2 separate regions of the Sus scrofa genome follow, and region 2 is linked to region 1. The links are chromatin contacts, called in public Hi-C maps. All regions are on one chromosome and are shown on one strand. Each heading gives the region's core, a stretch centred on a gene start, on an enhancer-like site or on the middle of the called end of the contact. The rest is flanking DNA. Distances are from core to core; before and after follow the strand shown.

Region 1 (2,799 bases), core at 199-2,698:
AACCATGAGGCGGCAGCTTCGATCCCTGGCCTTGCTCCGTGGGTTGAGGATCCGGCGTTGCTGTGAGCTGGGGTGTAGGTCGCAGAGGCGGCTCGGATCCCGTGTTGCTGTGGCTGTGGTGTAGGCCAGCGGCTACAGCTCCGATTCGACCCTGTAGCCTGGGCACCTCCATAGGCCGTGAGGCCCTCAAAAGACAAAACACACACACAAAAAAGGAAAGAAAGTACACAGTGAAACAAAATGTTTCAAGTGCTTCCAATGCGAGAAAACATTTAGCCACAAATTCACACTTGCTCAGCACCAGAGAATTCATACTGGGGAAAGGCTTTCTGAGGGCAAAGAATGTGGTGCATTCTTTAGCCAAAACTGCAGCCTTACTTGGCACCAGCGAGCTCACACTGGAGTAAGGCCTTACGGATGCTCTGACTGTGGGACGGTCTATAGCAGAAACTCTTATCTCATTTGGCACCAGAAGGTTCATGTGGAAGGAAGGCCATAAGATTGCCACCAGTGTTGGAAAGTCTTTTTTCTTTTTAGGGGTGCCCTGTGGCATATGGAAGTTCTCTGGGTAGGGGTCGAATTGGAGCTGTAGCCGCCCGCCTAGGCCCCAGCCACAGCAATGCCAGATCTGAGCCATGTCTGCGACCTACACCACAGCTCATGCCAGTGCCAGATCCTTAACCCATTGAGCGAGGCCAGGGATTGAATCCACATTCTCATGGATACTAGTCGGGTTCGTAACCCACTGAACTACAACAGGAATTCCCTCTAGGTGACTTTTGAGTTTGGCATTGAGGCAACTTTTCTTTTTTTTTTCTTTTTCTTTTTTTGTCTTTTTGCCATTTCTTGGGCCACTCTCACGGCATATGGAGGTTCCCAGGCTAGGGGTCGAATCGCAGCTGTAGCCGCCCGCCTACGCCACAGTCATAGCAACGCCAGATCCGAGCCGCATCTGTGACCTACACCACAGCTCATGGCAATGCCAGATCCTTAACCCACTGAGCAAGGGCAGGGACCGAACCCGCAACCTCATGGTTCCTAGTCAGATTCGTTCACCACTGCGCCACGACAGGAACTCTGAGGCAACTTTTCGATACAACACAAAAAGCATGATCCATGAAGAAAGATGTACAGTTGGACTTCTCTAAATAGAAATTCTGCTCTGTGAAAGACAACAAGAAACAGTATGAAATGACAAGTCGTAGTCTAGGAGAAATTATCTGCAAAACGCAAGTCTCATAAAGGATTTTTGGAGCTCCTGTCGTGTCACAGTGGTTAACGAATCCAACTAGGAACCATGAGGTTGTGGGTTCAATCCCTGGCCTTGCTCAGTGGGTTAAGGATCCGGCGTTGCTGTGAGCTGTGGTGTAGGTCGCAGAGGCGGCTCGGGTCTGGTGTTGCTGTGGCTCTGGCACTGGCCGGCAGCTACAGCTCTGATTAGACCCTTAGCCTGGGAACCTCCATATTGCCGGGGGTGCGGCCCTAGAAAGACAAAAACAAACCCACAACTCTCCAGAAACAGCTCCAAGAAGGTACATAAAATGTACTTAGGAACCACACTGTTTTAAGGGGAAAGTGTCTAACAATAAATAGGGCACTATTGCAGATAATTAGGGTATTGCTGTGAAAAAAAGGCTGGCATTGAACACGGATTACATTTATCATCAGCAGATAGACACCTGATAAACAGAATGTATGCTTGTTAAATAGTGCACAGGTGCCAACTCAGGCTTGTGTCTTGGTGACTTGGAGGTTTCTGCTCTCTTCCCCACCCTGTCCCATCCTTGGCTTGTGGAAGGTCCCAGTACAACCTAGGTTCCCAGCGATCATAGCTGCTGCAGTGAAAATGCCTGACCTTTAACCTGGGAACTCCACCCCCCGCCCTTTTTTTTTTGCTCTTTAGGGTCGCACCCGTGGCATCAAAGTTCCCAGGCTAGGGGTCAAATTGGAGCTACAGCATACACCACAGCAACAGCGGCCACTGCAACCTGAGATCCTAGCAGAGTCTGCAGCCTACACTACAGCTCATGGCAAGGCCAGATCCCCAACCCATTGAGCAAGGCCAAAGATGGATCCTGCATCCTTATGGATACTAGTTGGCTTCGTAACCTGCTGAACCAGAACAGGAACTCCCATATTTCTTACTTTAAAAGTACATGTACTTACAATTGTACTGTTCAGCCAATAACAAATATACTTGCCAGTAACAGCACAATGGAGGTGGGTGGGATAAAGCTGTATTGGGCTAAGGAGATGACCCCAAAAAGTAACTCGAATCTAATAAATGCCATACATAATATTAATAAATGGCATAAATAATAAATATTTTTCCAACCTCATCGAATTTTGCACTTGAAATCAGTGAATGTCATTGCACCTTTCTACCTTTGGGGCCACGGCAGCTAAGGGAGACCAGACACTCGCCACGGTCCCCGCGCCTACAGGACGTGGCGGGACTCCCCAACTCCCAAGCCCTGCCCGCGCCGCTTTCCGCGAGCTCGGGGAGCCTCCCGGAGGCCACCCCTCACGTAGACGCTCTATTCCTCCGCCTGGTGTGAGGGCAGGGAGCCGTCGAAATTCGACACCGGAAGTTCCCGCCAAGCTGATGCGGGGCCCCTCCCCTGGGCTATCATTGGCTATGTCCGTTCCTCTGCGCTCATGGGAAGTGTAGTCTTTGAGCGCCCGCACGGGGTCAGAGGTGACGAGAGCTCTGCGTTGCGGGAGTCTAAGGGGCACCGCGGGTGGGACTTCCGGCGTTGCCCTGCGGTTCCGGTTTGGCCCCCGCTGGCTGTCGGTGCG
Region 2 (2,799 bases), core at 103-2,602, 120 kb after region 1:
TCCCAAATGCCCCATCAAGCCCCTGACTACCCCACACCCAGGATCCCTGGCCATAACCTCCACTTTCTAAAGGAGTCCCCACTCAAGGAACTTATTCCTCCCCACCCCCTAAATCACTCCCTCCACCAATCCCCAGCCCCACCGTTCATCTACATCTCTGCTTGTCATCCCAAACCCAAGTACCCACCTGACCCTCAGATCTATGGGTCCCCAGCCCTCCTACCCACACCACTCTGACTATAAGATTACCTGCATCTCCAGCGTGATCGTTTAAACTCAACCTTTCTCTTTCTCTAATCTCTGGCACACACTATCCCTCTCCTCCTCGTGTCACCCCAAAGCCAAACTGCCATGTGACTGCCCCCTGACCCAGGAATGCCAGGACTCTAACCTACTTCACCACGTCTGACTCTTGATTCCTAATGGCTCCAGCATAAAACACTGTCTCTCACTCCATTCCTCAATCCCGGCCCCCGCTATCTGTATCTCCTCTGCCTGTCATCCAGGTTCCCGTCTGATCCCCAGACTCTCGAATCCCTGGTCCTCCCCCTCCACTGCGTGACCCTCAGATTCCCGGTTCCTAGTATCAAACGCCTGGCATTCGGAATTCCCTAAACGCCCCATCCTAGGCCTCCCATCTCTGACCCCTCCAATGACTGTATTACCCCCAACCCCCACCCCCAGGGCCCCGATCTCCAATCCCCACATCCGCAACCCCATTTCCGACATCTCTGACCCCCCTGGCGACCACATCACCCTCACCCAGGCTCTGACCTCCGACCTCCACCCTCATCCCCCGACCTCCTACCCTTCTGGATCCGCAACTGCGCCGCCGACGCCTTCTTGCTGCTGCCCTTGGTGCCGCCCGCCGACTCCTCCTCCTTCTTCTGCTGCTTCAGCGAGAACAGCTTGATCATCCTGCCGCCGCCGCCGCTGCCGCCGCTGCGGGGCCCGGGACCCCGGCCACCCGGCCCCCCGCCGCCGCCCGCGCCGCCTCCGCCACTCGGACCCGCCGCCGCGGCCTTCTTGGCTGCTGCCGCCACCCGCCCGGCCTGCCGCGCCGCTCCGCGCCCACCGCGCGGCCCGCGTCGGCTCCCGTAGTCGGCTCCGGCCTGGCCCGGCGCCTCGGGCTCGCTCGGCAGCGCTCGGGCCCGCTCGGCTGTCCTCGGGCCCGCTCGGCCCCGCCCCACCCGCCGCTCCCTCCTCCCCTTCGCCCACTTCGGTGTCCTGAGGGCCAGCTGCTGCGGGGACGCCGGCTTCTCTGGCTACGCCGCTGGCGCGCTCCCTCGCTCCCTGCGCGAGGGGCGTCTGCGGCTAGAGGTGGAAGGGGGGAGGCGAGGGCCTCGGGGGAGGCGGCCGCGTACGGAAGGAGTGTCGGCTTCCGCGGCAGCGGCGGCTTCGGCGCGGAGGTCTGCAACGGCCTCGGGCGCCCCACCGCTTCGGATATTTCCGCCGCCTGCCCGCCTCGGCTCTTCCCGCCCGAACTGCTCTGTGCGCCTGCGCAGCAGCCGTCGCCGCCGCCGCCCCTCTGCCTTGCCTCTCGGTGGGACTGGGGATCGGGCTGCTTCGGCTAGGCTCGGGCATTTCCGTCCGTGCAGACCGTCCCGTGGTCACTTCCGGGGACGCCCGCGGAGCCAGGGAGGGGGCGGTGCTGCGGCCGTCTTTAAGTGGGGCAGATGCGGGCCGCTTCATTTGTGGTCCAGCCATTCCCATCTGCAGTCGTGCGGACGGCAGCGAAGGTGGGTCAAACAAGGTGCTTGCCCCTGCGGGTCATAGGCTGAGGCAGGGTCAGGGCCAGAGCCTGAGCAAGGCCTAGAGGGTGCAGGGTCCAGCACCTTCCGTGTCCCCTTGCAAACCGAAGAACCCGCTCGCAGAGACTCCGGTTTAGGTAAACTAACGAATAAAACATGTACTGTGGCAGAGAATAGCAAGCACTGCGAAAATTTACACGGGAGACGGAACATGGGGCACGGCCTCCCAGCGCGTGTCCCCTGTTTGGCAGAGGCGCCCTACGCCCTTTCGAGGTGTGCGTGCTGTGGGCGGGGCTAGCCTCCCCTCCAATCACAGTTCAACGTGCCTCGGTGGGCGGGGCGGGAGGAAGCGCCGAAGGATTCACCGACTTCCGGATGTTACCACGGGTGCTGTCAGGCTGTGAGCGCCGTAGAAAGGGCTGGTCCGGGCGGGCGACCCGGCTCGTGGGCCGGCCGGGGCTCTGCGCTTCAGCCTTCTCACGTCCGAATGCGGCTCCCGTCGCCTGTTCCATTCCGTCACTGCGGCCACGTGCCGCCATTACCGAGGCATTTTGTGGGAAGTAGTCCCGGCGCGGCGCTGGGGGCCGGCAGGCACGATCCTTGGCCTCTTGCCGGGCGATCGGGCTCCGTCCTCACCCCAGGAAGTCGCTTCCATCCCTTTGGGTCTTGGTCTGGCCTCCATCCCGGGCCCAGCCTCCTCGGAGGCCCTGCCCAGGCACCCTCGGCGTTCTTGGGCTCCGTGGACTGGATCCCAGTGTTGTCTGCGCAGCCGCTTTCCCTTTCGGTCCTTCCATTCGCCTTCCACCATCCCAGAAGCTTCTTTCAGCTTTCTAGCCCTAGCCTCACAGTCCCAGTATGGTTGACTCCCTTGAGAGCTGAGTGTTGGAGAGGCGCCAGGGTGAGGACGAGGGACCAGAAGCCTCAAACAGCTCAGGTTTTGGGGGGTTGACAAGCTTGCAATCATCCTAGCTTCAGGCTTCGGACATGGCTGGCCCTGGGACCCGGAGGCCCCCTCTGGACTCAGTTTCCATCCTCCTCTATCCCTTCC

What was found. A called contact is a pair of places that touch in the nucleus more often than the background predicts.
Region 2: a contact with region 1 is called in a Hi-C map of liver, with 1.6 times the contacts expected there. The contact joins the promoter of UBE2M here to the promoter of ZNF584 in region 1. A contact is called at or near these places in 2 of 5 promoter capture datasets (both in liver), 11 of 47 Hi-C or Micro-C datasets (alveolar macrophages, embryonic fibroblasts, heart right ventricle and 6 more) and 2 of 2 datasets of contacts at active chromatin or transcription factors (alveolar macrophages and skeletal muscle).

Annotation. Positions count from the first base shown.
Region 1 is chr6:62,989,766-62,992,564 of Sscrofa11.1, forward strand. It overlaps ZNF584 (zinc finger protein 584), which reads left to right and starts at 1,449. Exons shown (of 3, transcript XM_021097413.1): 1 at 1,449-2,799.
Region 2 is chr6:63,107,263-63,110,061 of Sscrofa11.1, forward strand. It overlaps UBE2M (NEDD8-conjugating enzyme Ubc12), which reads right to left and starts at 1,353. Exons shown (of 6, transcript XM_021097419.1): 1 at 809-1,353. The coding sequence starts at 917.